3 separate regions of the Zea mays genome follow, and regions 2 and 3 are each linked to region 1. Evidence: chromatin contacts called from public Hi-C data. All regions are on one chromosome and are shown on one strand. The core of a region is the stretch at or near the end of the contact, and the rest is flanking DNA. Distances in the headings are between cores, read along the strand shown.

Region 1 (4,523 bases), core at 911-3,410:
TTGGTGGTGTTCCCTCGAGCTGAGCAAAGGGAGTGCTTCAGGCATTTGATGAATAATTTTGTTAAGAGGTTTGGTGGTGATATTTTCTCAAAGATGTATCCAACGGCAAGAGCCTATAGGAAAGAGGTGTCTCAGTATTTTTTCAACCAAGTTGTAGAGGCTTCCCCTGATGCCAAGGATTGGCTAGACAAAAACCACAAACTGTTATGGAGGAGGAGTGAATTCAACCCAGAAATCAAATGTGATTACATCACAAACAATCTTGCAGAAGTCTTCAATAATTGGATTAAGGACTTCAAAGACTTGCCTGTACATGAACTTGCTGACAAGTATAGGCAGATGGTAATGGTGTTGTGGAACAAGAGGAGAATTATTGGAGAAAGACTTAGTGGAAGGATCCTTCCTGCAATAATACATCAATTAAAAGCAAGGACTAGGGGATTAGGACATCTATCTGTTGTTAAGGCTAACTGCATTTCTGCAGAGATTTTGGATAGTAGCAGCACCCATAACAGGCATGTGGTGAAGTCTTATTTGCATCACTGCACTTGTGAGGAATGGCAGCAAACAGGTAAACCTTGTCAACATGCTCTTGCTTTGATCACAGCACAACAAACAGTAGATGTAAACATGGAAGACTTTGTGCATGAATATTATTCTGTTGAGAGGTTTAGGAAAGCATACTCAAGATTGATTGAGCCACTTCCTGACAGAACACAATGGCCTGAAGTGGACTTGCCATTTGTTGTTGGAGCACCACTGGACAAAAGGCTTGCTGGTAGACAGAGAAAACTTAGGATCAAAAGTTGTTTGGAGGGTGGAGGTGGTGGAAAACCCAAAAAAGATGCAAAGGTGGCTGCTGTAGAAGCTGAATGGGGGACAAAGAAACAAATGATCCGAGGAAAAAGAAAGTGCAAAAGATGTGGAGAGCTAGGGCACGGAGAAACAAGCTACAAGTGTTCGCTAAATGGAACAAAAAAGAGGAAGAGGAAACCACGAAAGAATACCACTAAGTATGGAGAGAATGCCAAACTACCAACAAAAAGGAGAGGCCAAAATGTGGAAGAGACAAATGCTGCTGTAGACCAAACTGCGCAAGAGACAGCTAATGCATACCAAGATGTGCAAGAGACAAATGCTATCATATCAAGTCCTATCAGACCAAATAGAGAAACAATATTACAGGATAGCCCTGTTAGATTGACTAGAAGGTCAGCACTATTTGTGAAGTTATCTGTGTTGCAACTAATTATAACTGCATTCTAATTCATTTTTTTGCAGGGGCTTGCTATGTTGCTTGGGGAGAGCACAAGCGAGCAGGCTGACTTCAACCTTGGCAGCAACAAATATTTGAATGTGTCGCCAACAAAGCTTGCAACAATAAAGAATGCAAAGCCTGCAAAAAAAATAACACCAAGGAAGAAGAACCTGACAGCAAGTGAATGACACCAAGGAAGAAGAAGAACAACAAATATTTGAATGTGTCTGTTTGAACCTGTCTGAAATCAATATGTATGAACTGTGTGACTCTTTGTATGGGTCGAATGTGTGTAAAATTTACTATCTAGCTTTCTGAACATATATGAAACCAGTGAGTCTAAACTGTGAACATCTATGAGGTCATTTGAACTGTGAACACCTCTGAAATTTCATGTGAATTTTGTCGTTTGGTGTGCTGAAAACTTTGCGCCAGCTTTGTCATTTGAATGCTGTTTTTTTGCTGAAAACATGTGCATTTTTTTGCTTGGTCTGAATGCATGTGAATGCTGTGCGCTAGAAACTGTGAAAAGAGCCAAGGGTACAATTAACGTGTGAATGCTTGGTCTGAATAGGGTATTTGAAACTCTGAAACTGTGAGCAGTTTGGACGTGTACAGTTTTGGAGGTGTGCAGTCAGTCTAGGCACCAACTTCGTTCGTGTACAGTTAACAACGTTAAGAGCCAAGGGTATAATTGTCAGTTAAAGTGTAAGAGTTAACGTCCAGGTCAGTGAAGAAGTACAAATGGCATTATATCTGTGAACCGTTGTTTGAAACTGGCAGAGTAGCGAAGCACATTGCCCATGATGGCAATTGGGCGAAGCCCGCCTTTGATAATGGTGAACGGGCAAATAACTCGCCCTCGAAGCATAACCGTTCCCATCCTCCTTTCCCGAACAACCGGAGCGCGGCGCGAGACAGGCCTCTACTCCCCGTCTCCCCCGCTCCAGCTGACCTCGCCCACTGTAAGCCCCGCCCGCTCGTTGCGCCCTCCGTGCCGGATTCCGTCACGCGGTTTTCTGTCGTGATCCGATCGGTTGTTTGCTGCGGAATCAGCTTAGTGATTGTTCTTAATTCTCTAGGGTTGTGGGGAGAGATCGCGTTCATCAGTGCCCTGTACGGAGTGACCGATCTCGGATGAGGACCGATATGCCAGTTTTGCTGTGATTATTGATCTGTGCGGTGCGTAATCGATCGAGATTTAGTTTGATTTGGGAAGCCCAGAAGCAGTACGTGCGAAATTCAGTTCCCTTCCACGAGCCCCCTTCCACTGGAATTTCGGTGCCTAATTTGTTGTTGTTCCTGCCGCTCTCTATATAGAGATCTTAATCAAATCTCCTGTTCTGGTGCAGAGGGGGACGTGCGATCGATCACGTGCGCGGCGACTGATGGCAGGCTAGATTCCGGCAATCCACAGTCAGACACATACATTTTGCGATCGATTTTTGGTGAAGCGACCTTGATCTGAAAATGGGGCTGTTCCGGGCGGCGTCCGGTCTGGCTCGTTTGGCGCTGCGGCGGAACCTCTCGCGCGCCGCAGCGAGCCCCTTCGCCGGCAGCGGTGGCGCCGTCCCGGGTGCAATGCCGGCGCGGTACTTCCACTCCACACGCCCGCGCAGGTTCGCCGCGCCCGCGCCCCGTGCGGTGCCGCTCTCGCGCCTCACCGACAGCTTCCTCGACGGGACCAGTAGCGTCTACCTCGAGGAGCTGCAGCGAGCATGGGAGGCCGACCCCAACTCCGTCGACGAGTCCTGGGACAACTTTTTCCGCAACTTCGTCGGCCAGGCTGCCGCCACCTCGCCTGGCCTCTCCGGGCAGACCATCCAGGAGAGCATGAGGCTGCTGCTGCTCGTAAGGGCGTACCAGGTGAGCGGCCACCTGAAGGCCAAGCTCGACCCACTGGGGCTTGAGGAGCGCCCAGTCCCGGATGTGCTGGACCCGGGGTTCTATGGATTCTCTGAGGCAGACTTGGACCGTGAATTCTTCCTTGGGGTGTGGATGATGGCTGGGTTCTTGTCCGAGAACCGGCCAGTGCAGACACTGCGTTCCGTGCTGGAGCGGCTCGAGCAGGCTTACTGCGGCACCATTGGGTATGAGTACATGCACATACCTGACAGGGAGAAGTGCAACTGGCTCAGGGATAGGATCGAAACAGTTAACCCAAGGGAGTACACTTATGATCGTCGTCAGGTCATGCTGGATAGGCTTATCTGGAGTACACAGTTTGAGAATTTCTTGGCGACCAAGTGGACGACTGCAAAACGGTTTGGTCTTGAAGGCGCTGAGACTCTGATCCCTGGCATGAAGGAGATGTTTGACAGAGCAGCTGATCTTGGTGTAGAGAGTATTGTCATTGGGATGCCGCACAGAGGCAGGTTAAATGTCTTGGGAAATGTTGTGAGGAAGCCCTTGCGACAGATATTTAGTGAGTTTAGTGGTGGTACCAAGCCTGTCAATGAAGGGGAGGGGTTGTATACAGGTACTGGTGATGTCAAATACCATCTTGGAACTTCATATGACAGGCCTACCAGGGGCGGGAAACATATCCATCTGTCACTGGTTGCGAACCCAAGTCATTTGGAAGCAGTCGATCCTGTTGTTGCTGGGAAGACAAGAGCGAAACAGTACTATTCCAATGACCGTGACAGGACCAAGAATTTGGGTGTGTTGCTGCATGGTGATGGTAGTTTCTCAGGGCAGGGCGTTGTGTATGAGACACTGCATCTCAGTGCCCTTGAAAACTACACCACTGGTGGGACAATACATATCGTGGTCAACAATCAGGTTGCTTTCACTACTGATCCAAGGTCAGGGAGATCCTCTCAGTATTGCACAGATGTAGCGAAAGCATTGGATGCGCCGATTTTTCATGTTAATGGTGATGATTTGGAGGCCGTGGTTCATGTCTGTGAGCTCGCTGCAGAATGGCGACAGACATTTCATTCAGATGTAGTGGTGGACATTGTATGCTACCGGCGATTTGGCCATAATGAAATTGATGAGCCGTCCTTCACCCAACCTAAGATGTACAAGGTACACACTCTTCTTTGTATCTTGTACCCCATCTAGTTAGATGCTGAAGGGCAGAAAAAAATATGAATCTATCATGTATTTTTTGGTATCATAATCAGAAGAAATCTTCGAAATCTGAAATCAACCTTGATTCTGAATAATCAAATTTGGTGGAGTTTCAGTATTATTTGTCACCGTCAAATGTGTGATTGTGCCCATCACATTTGGAAAGTTTTCTGTTTGTGCCAGGTGA
Region 2 (4,042 bases), core at 648-3,147, 590 kb after region 1:
GTGCAAAGTCAATAAGGAAATAGATGGCCCCCTTGGACCACCTCCTCGCAAGGTTGGTATTTCCTTGGTCATTTCTCATTTGTCATATAGTTTGTCTCTATGCTATCCTTACTAATGTTGTTTTTTAAATGTAAGGGGGACTTAAATTCTCACCAAAAGTACCTCAGAAGAAACTTGTCAAGGTTGTCTCAAAAAGTATGTGATTCAGTCTACATTTTATTTATCCTTACCTAGATGTCTTCCACATGAGATTTGTAGAAATGACAATTTTGATGTAAAGTGAGATTTTACCGTAACTTGATAGGGAACCAGTTGAGGAGAGCAAGGAAGAAGATGTGGATAAGGAGTAATTGATGAAACTTAAGATGTCACAGGTACTAATTGTTCTCTTTGGTTTTTGGCAGTTATTTGTGTCTACAAACTTTTCATTTGAGAATTTGTTGATGTATACATTAACTTGCCTCATTTTGCAGAACAAGTATTCCTCTACAAGAATTAAGTCTGAGGAAAAGTGTAAGAATCCTAGTTTTGTTCACCGCATGCTTTATAATCTAAAGAGTTAAATGCATGAGCGGCCTCTGAACTTGTAAAGGGATGTCACTTATGTCCACAAACTTTAAAAATACATTTCTAGGTTCTTGAACTTGTTAAGATGCACACCATATTGGTTCGTATGGTCCAAAAATGTACCTAAGAGTTAAATGCATGAGCGGCCTCTAAACTTGTTAAGAGTTAAATGCATGAGCGGCCTCTGAACTTGTTAAGATGGGCTCTGAGTTGGCTAACTTAATTGCATGTTTTGGTTGGGAGATTCATCACAATTTAATACAGGGACGTACTTCTGCATTAGGTTGTCTTAAAATGCATTGGTGTTTATAATTGTAATTTTTTTTGTAATTTTAGTGATATTTTTTTTAAACATCGTCTAAAAGGTAAACAAGGTTTTTGTTTTGGTGGTTATAATTGTACTTTTTTGTAATTTTAGTGATATTTTTTTCCTGCTGCACACCTAGCTAAGAGCGCATTGCTCTCAGCAAAAAGCGGTACAAAGGTTGCATTTGGACAAGGAAACTCTTCTTATGCAAGATATTTTCCCATGCCCAAAAAGGATTCTTCAGCAGGTGTCAGTGAAAGATATTTATCTTCATTGCTTATGACTCGAACCATCCCATACAAATTGCTATTTTGGGACCTTAACACCTTGTTTCCGATGCATATTCAGGTGGAACTTCGAAGTTACCAAAAGAATATGCAGAACCATGGGTGTGTAAATACCAAACTACTAATAATGTGGATTGCTTCCTCTTCAGAATTATTGATTTGTTTTCCTTTTTTTTGCAGGATTATACCCATGATTATCATGTTACTCTCCCACTACTCTGGAAATCCTGGTATATTTTTTTTAGTCTTTAGTCGAAATTGCAAGACATTTTCTTCAACTAACCCCACCATTCCTACATCACTGACACAGAAGTTCTGGATGAGGAAGAGTTTGGAGAATCCTCTGCCAGCAGGACTGAAGATGACAAATTGCCCTATGCAGTACTAAGGAAGTCACATTAACTAACTGTGCAGGTTTCATTTGGCTCGAACTGCATGTTTCCCCAGGAGGTTGCAGCAACCAACACCAGAGAAAAACATTGCTGTACGGTGGGGGGAGAGCAGCAAGCGTGCCTGTCGTCGCCCCGGATATTGACTCCATGTTGGGTTCTGTTGACAAGATGAAAGAATAGTCCATTTTGTATTATGCCATTACAAGAGAGTTTTGCTCCCTTATAGAGATGTGCAGCTACATGCTGGATACCCAGTCAAACAAGGGACACCAACGAAAGGATGTCTCCTTGGACAACTACAGCACTCAGAGATGGAATAGGCATTCTGATCGTAGTAGTCATCTTGGATGCGACGTTGCAAAGGATGGGATAGAAGAATCGCACATCTGACGGGAGAAAACGCGAGCAAGCCCTTGCTTGACCAGTCTCAAGAAAGCTCGTCTACGGCTCTGCTCCTCGCCGGCGATGACGCCCGCGGAGACCTCCCCGCCGGCGCCACCTCCACGTGCTTCTCACCCTGTCTCCTCCCCGCTCCTCCTACAAGACCCCACAACCCAGGCCACGTGCCCTTGGAGGGAGCAGCTCACCGTCCGTGGCGTCGCCGTGGCTGCGGCGCTGGGCGCGCTGCTCTGCGTGGTAATCCACCGCCTCAACCTCACCGTCGGGGTTATACCGGCGCTTAACGTCGCGTCGGGCCTCCTCGCCTTCTTCCTCGCCGCGGCGTGGCGTGCTGCCGCCGGGTGGCTAGGGTTTGGCCGCGGGCCGCCCTTCACGAGGCAGGAGAACACCGTCATCCAGACGTGCGCCATAGCATGCGCCGGCCTCGCGTTTAGCGGTACGTCGGGTCCCTACTCTACTTCCAACTAGGATTCCCCATTGACAGCTAATATCTTTAGAGCTCCAAGTTTTGCTAAAAAAAAACCCCCCCGTAGTGCTTTGATCACTTCAAATTTCTTTAACATTTTTTTTGTCAGCGTCCCACGATGCTGACACCTCGATATCGAGACGAGGTAAGGAAAAGGAAGAAGAAGAGAAAGAGATAGGCTAGAGATTAACAGAGGTTGGGCAGAAATTGGAGTTCTGTTTCATTTCATTCATAAACCATCTACATCGTATGGCGATGGTATTTATTACAAGCCGGTGCTCACTCAGCCCACTCATATCCATATACTCTAGGATTGGGCCTGCGCGACCGACAGCCCAATACTGGCTCATCTCCCTTCTGTTCCATTCCCGCGCCCATGCATTGTTCAGTATTCAGCTTCTGTTGTGCATCACTGACATTTTTTCACTGTGATTTCCTTCTCTAATTAGAGAATCGGTATTCTTTGTAGGGTGCTCCGCCTCCTACATCTTTGCTATGGACAGGAAGACTTATGAGCTCGTGGGACCAGACTATCCCGGTAATCGAGCCGAAGATGTTAAGGATCCTTCACTTGGCTGGATGATCAGTTTCTTGTTCCTCATTGCTCTCGTTGGGCCATTTAGCATTGTCTTGCTTCGAAAGGTACCTCTTTTTCCTGGTTGGGAAAAGTTTTCAGCATGCATCGGATGGCTTCTCGAGTTTTGCCTCAGTCGTTTCAAAATAATGAACTACAGCACATGGCTTTATAAAATTGAGGATAGCTCAACTGCTCAAAACATCCATCAGTTTTTTACCTTCCGTTGCTTAGTTAAAGTGTTTCAGTTAGTAAGCAATTTCCAATCTTGTCATTGCAGGTAATGGTGATTGATTACAAGCTTGCATTCCCTGGTGGAACAGCTACAGCTTTGATGATCAATAGCTTGCATGGGAAAACGGATGGTGATCTTGCAGGGTAAGGCAACAGGTACTCACCTAACTATCACAGTAATACAGTATTCCTACAATGTTTCATGATTGCAAGTATTTTCCCACCAGTTCAAAACAAGAACTCCTTTTCTGTACGAACTAATTGTTCAAAACAAGAACATGTACCTTTAAGAGTTGAAGTCTATTGCTTATTGTCAGTACTAATGTTTCCTTTTTAAAATAAAAAAGTATGTAGACCTGTGAACTAAACAATTCATGATGAGTGTGTGGAACGTATGTGATTCTATATGGCTCAAATAACATATTCGCTGAACTGAACCTATTAGGAATTAGAAAATGAGTGAATGGATCAGAGACACATCATCTCAGCACATTGTTAAGCAACATCCACACTTGAAACACTTGCACTCTTGTGTCAGCAGCGAAAGTAGCAATGTACAGACATGGTCGTTATTTTGTACATAAAGTCCTTTATTAACAACTGTTGCCTGATATCTGTTTATGACTGTAAGGAGTTTTAGTTTGAAAGTCTGTCCTATTCACATACTCATGTTATTCTATTATTTTGCAGGAAAAAGCTGCACTGCCTTGTAAAATACATGGGCATTAGTTTTGTTTGGAGCTTCTTTAAATGGTTCTTTAGTGGTGTTGGTGACTCTTGTGGTTTTGACAATTTCCCAACATTTGGGCTTGAAGC
Region 3 (4,189 bases), core at 932-3,431, 650 kb before region 1:
TTCCCACGGCGGTCGGCGGCGTCTTCCCCGGGATAACCACCGTATGGCAAGCCGTTCAATTCAAAGACCCGATTCAATCTATCGTTGGCCCCATGGATATCCCAGCTCTGCAGACCCTCTGTCTTCGGCACATAGCGCCCCACGATCCTCGCCGCACCGTCTTCCGCCTCGCGCACGAATGCGGCGGGATCCCGACCATGCAATTCCAACGCGAAGGCCGGACTTCGCACCCGCTGCCCGCCCCGGGAAGGCATCTCGTGAGGGCATACTTCACCCAGCGCCCAGCCATGTGCCAAGGGCCATACCCCATAACCAATAAATTCCTCCACTAAATCGCGCCCGCTACTCACGCGGGCAGCGCACCGAAGGGCTCCCTCGTCTTCATCATCCTCCGCCACCTCAAACTGCGGGTACGCCACATAATAATGGGAGCACATGACAGCCACGGGGAGTCCTGGATGGTCTTCAACTGCGCCTTCGGAAACGTAAAACCAGAAATCCCACCAGTTGCCCCACTTATTGCGGGCGTAAGGAACCAACTCCACGACTTCCATCGAAGTCTTGCCGGTCCTCGGCGTAAACGTGCACGATCCAAACTGTGCAATCTCATGTCCAATTTTCCTCTTTTGCCAATGCAGATAGTAATGTTTTGCGAAGACCTCCACAGAGGGCTGACCACCATACGAAGTCGTCGCCCACACATACTTCGCCAGGGCCACCACGACATTCGGCGTCAGCTGTTGGACCTGGACCTCGAATCTCCGCAGGACCTCCGCCACGAATCGATGTGCAGGCAGACGAAGGCCAGCGGTGAAAAACGCCTCAAAAACGACCAACTCGCCTTCTGGCTCGGGGACCTCCTCCGCCCCCGGGACACGCCCCACTCCGCTGCCAAAATATCCAAGCTGTTGCATATCCTGAATGCGGACCGAGGAAATCCGCGACACACCAAACTCCATTGTATCACTAGGATGTAACTCCTCCGTCGCCATGTTGCTCAAAGTGTCCTCGGACGATGCGCCGGCCGGCGGTGTATTTGCAACAGATGAGGAAGAGGACGACATGGCTACGTACCGTCGGCGGCGGCGGGCGGTCTGCTTGACGCGGGCCAGATCTCCGATGAGCAGGAGCAAGGAGGGCAGGCGAGCGGACGAACGGTTTAAAAAGGAGGCTAGGGTTTTGCGGCGCGCAGAAAGAGAACCTGACCCGCGCCGCCCCGCTCCCCTTTTTATACACAGGACGCGACACTTCGGGAAACCCGCAGTCCAACAGTACCACGTCCGTCAACACTCACATCAAAAACCCCCACAGAACCACTTCGAGCGAGGGCAGCGTCTCCACCATCTAGCAATGTCTTCGGCACCAGATGACTTAGTCGAACTGGTCCCTCGGAGGGCAAATGTTGGGGCGAAGGCGAAGACGCTACCCTTCGCTCGATGCCTTCGCCAATCTCGCTGCACCAATGGAGGCGAAACGATCGGCGGGTTCCACCCTTCGTCCACTACGCTGCAAGACGAAGGCCTACGACGAGGTCGCCCCCGTCCCGCGTCCTCGTCGAACACGAAAGCCCACGTGGAATTCGGCCCATTGTAACAGGCCCCGCGCGTCTGAGTGTGTTACGGGCCCGATTTGTAAGGGCTTTTCTGTAATGATAGTCTGTAACCCAGCTTATGGGAATATTCCGGGGATAACCTAGGTGCCTGAGGGCACATGCGTTCTTACTCCAAGACGTTGGTCACTTAGGCACCTATAAATACCTCCGTACAGTGACCTTGAGAGGCTAAATCAAAAGAGCAATTGTCATCTCAAGCTAAAACCTTGTTTGCATTCCTCTTATTCCCCCGTTGGATCATCTTGCCCAAGAGCGCAAGTTCCAATAGTCCGTTTGGTCAAGTTCTTTGGTCATCTATATATATATAGTCCGAGATTTCGTATTGTATAAATGTGTTTGTGAACTGTGACAATATATAAAGTCCGAGATTTCGTATTATTGAAATAGGTGCGTGAACCGTGGCATTGATATTTTTTTTTCAATTTTAATGACCCGTCGACTGAAGGTGGACGTGTGCGTCGCTTGTTTGTCTACCGTACTTGCGTGTGCGTCTCTTGTTTGCCTGCGATTGAAAGCCTTCTCTGACCTGTCTCCAAATTGGCATTCCTGAGCAAAAATCCCCTGCAACCCGACCCATGGCCATGGGCAAGCTCGAGGAGAGGACGCGTGCGTTCTGGACGAACCGATGGCTTGTGTTCGTTGGGGCCATGTGGATGCAGTCCATGGCCGGCACCACTTACATCTTCGGCGCCATCTCGCCGGTGGTCAAGGCCAGGCTGGGCTACGACCAGCCGCAGGTGGCCGCGCTGGGTGTCGCCAAGAACGTTGGCGGCTGCCTCGGCCTCCTCGCCGGCGCGCTCTCGGCGACGTGGCCGCCGTGGGCGCTGCTGGCCATCGGCGCCGCGCAGAACTTCCTCGGCTACGGCTGGCTCTGGCTCGTCGTCTCCGGGAACGCGCCGGCGCTGCCCCTCTGGCTGGTATGCTGCTGATCCTGGCTGTTTGGAGTTGGTTAAATTTCGGGAAAAAAGGAAGAAAAAGTTGAGAAAAAAGGAGGGAATTTCGGTGTACATATCTGGTCCACGTAGGACTTGGTTACCCTGCCCCATATGCCAGTGACTTTTTTTTTAAAAAAATGTATAAGCAATTAAGCATCCATGTCCATATCCATTCCACTTCCACCCATCCCCGTGGCTTCTGTCTGCTGCGACCCTGCTCCACTCCGTCTGCATCACCTGTCACGGTTGTCACCTCCACCACGGCTCCAGCTCCACCCGCGCTGGTTTAGGGCCGCTGCTGGGCGGGTGACGAGCGCGGCTGTCGGATTCCGCCGAGCCTCAGTATGCGGGCAGCGGGCGCGGCCTCCGCCTCCGCCACACCAGCCCTGGCGTTCCCCTTGTCTTCCCCTATATATACAGATCGGTCTGATTTTACTTTTTTTGACATGGCTCCATTTATGCTTACTCCCTCACACCCAAAATTAGTCTCCACTCTCGCATTTTGAAAGAAAATTGTATCAATATTTCTATCTTCAAATAGATTTACTACGAAGATTCATGACGTGATTAATCTAATGATGCTTGTCTGATATCATAAATATTACTAGTATGTTTTGGTATAGATTTGGCCAAAGTTAATATTGTTTGGCTTATCGAAGTGCGGGATGGAGACTTATTTTAGGACAGGACGGAGGGAGTACATCGGAGCTGCTCTTGTGTCATGACTGTGCCACATTATGCCAGAGGGGAGTAAACTATGCGAGTTTTCCATTCTGAAAACAAGTGATTCAACATATTTCACGCCACACCATAAACGGACACCTCAAAGTTATGATTTTGCTGTGGATGGCTGGCAACTGGTATCAGCACAAAATCTGGTTACCATCATTATTTGCATGTTTCCAGCTCAACTGAAAATGATGTGCACTGCATTTGTTTCTGCCTTGTCTTGCTTTATTGTTTTTTTCCTTTTATCGTGTTCCTCTTATTTCAAGGTTAATGTACCTACTCTTGCACGCCCCCCCCCCTAACATCGCTCTGGTTTGATTTTAGAGAAATAATTAATGTTACCATGAACTCCTCAAGTTAAAACTTATCCTATACATGCCATGCCAGCCATGAGACCACAACTGCAACTCGTATGAATAAAATGGATATCCTTTTACGTTATTCTAGTGTTGTTTTTACTCATCCCTCATATTCAAATGAATTGAACAAAAGTACATAACTTTATTGTTTATTTTCTCAACCTAACATGCAACATTTCATCGTTTTCGTATCCAGATGTGTGTTGTTATCTTTATTGGAACAAATGGCCAGACGTATTTCATCACGGCTTCACTTGTTACAAGCATCCAGAATTTCCCAAAGAGCAGGGGCCCAACAGTGGGCATCCTCAAAGGATTTATGGGCCTAACTAGCGCCATTCTGACACAAGTTTATACAGTGATGCACACACCAGACCATGCTGCGCTTATCTTCATGGTTGCTGTTGGTCCGTCGCTGGTTGCCATTGGCTTGATGTTTGTTATTAGGCCTGTTGGTGGTCACAGGCAGATACGGCCATCTGACAAGAACAGCTTCATGTTCATCTACACTGTATGCTTGCTCCTCGCCTCATACCTTGTCGGTGCTATGCTTG

The links. Hi-C and Micro-C count contacts between places; a contact is called where the count stands out from the background.
Region 2: a contact with region 1 is called in a Hi-C map of ear, with 2.3 times the contacts expected there. The contact joins the promoter of LOC100279387 here to the promoter of LOC100383579 in region 1. A contact is called at or near these places in 5 of 25 Hi-C or Micro-C datasets (ear, endosperm, leaf and 2 more).
Region 3: a Hi-C map of tassel shows a contact between it and region 1, with 4 times the contacts expected there. The contact joins the promoter of LOC100501814 here to the promoter of LOC100383579 in region 1. A contact is called at or near these places in 3 of 25 Hi-C or Micro-C datasets (ear, leaf and tassel).

Annotation. Positions count from the first base shown.
Region 1 is chr2:71,570,178-71,574,700 of Zm-B73-REFERENCE-NAM-5.0, reverse strand. It overlaps LOC100383579 (2-oxoglutarate dehydrogenase E1 component), which reads left to right and starts at 2,160. Exons shown (of 10, transcript NM_001176227.1): 1 at 2,160-2,223; 2 at 2,341-2,487; 3 at 2,611-4,291; 4 at 4,520-4,523. The coding sequence starts at 2,729. It overlaps LOC118476322, which reads left to right. Exons shown (of 5, transcript XM_035965296.1): 4 at 1-1,211; 5 at 1,282-1,668.
Region 2 is chr2:70,982,000-70,986,041 of Zm-B73-REFERENCE-NAM-5.0, reverse strand. LOC100279387 reads left to right here and starts at 1,897. Exons shown (of 7, transcript NM_001152400.1): 1 at 1,897-2,388; 2 at 2,888-3,060; 3 at 3,273-3,370; 4 at 3,917-4,042. The coding sequence starts at 2,019.
Region 3 is chr2:72,216,085-72,220,273 of Zm-B73-REFERENCE-NAM-5.0, reverse strand. It overlaps LOC100501814 (Major facilitator superfamily protein), which reads left to right and starts at 2,181. Exons shown (of 3, transcript NM_001401914.1): 1 at 2,181-2,529; 2 at 3,832-4,189. The coding sequence starts at 2,188.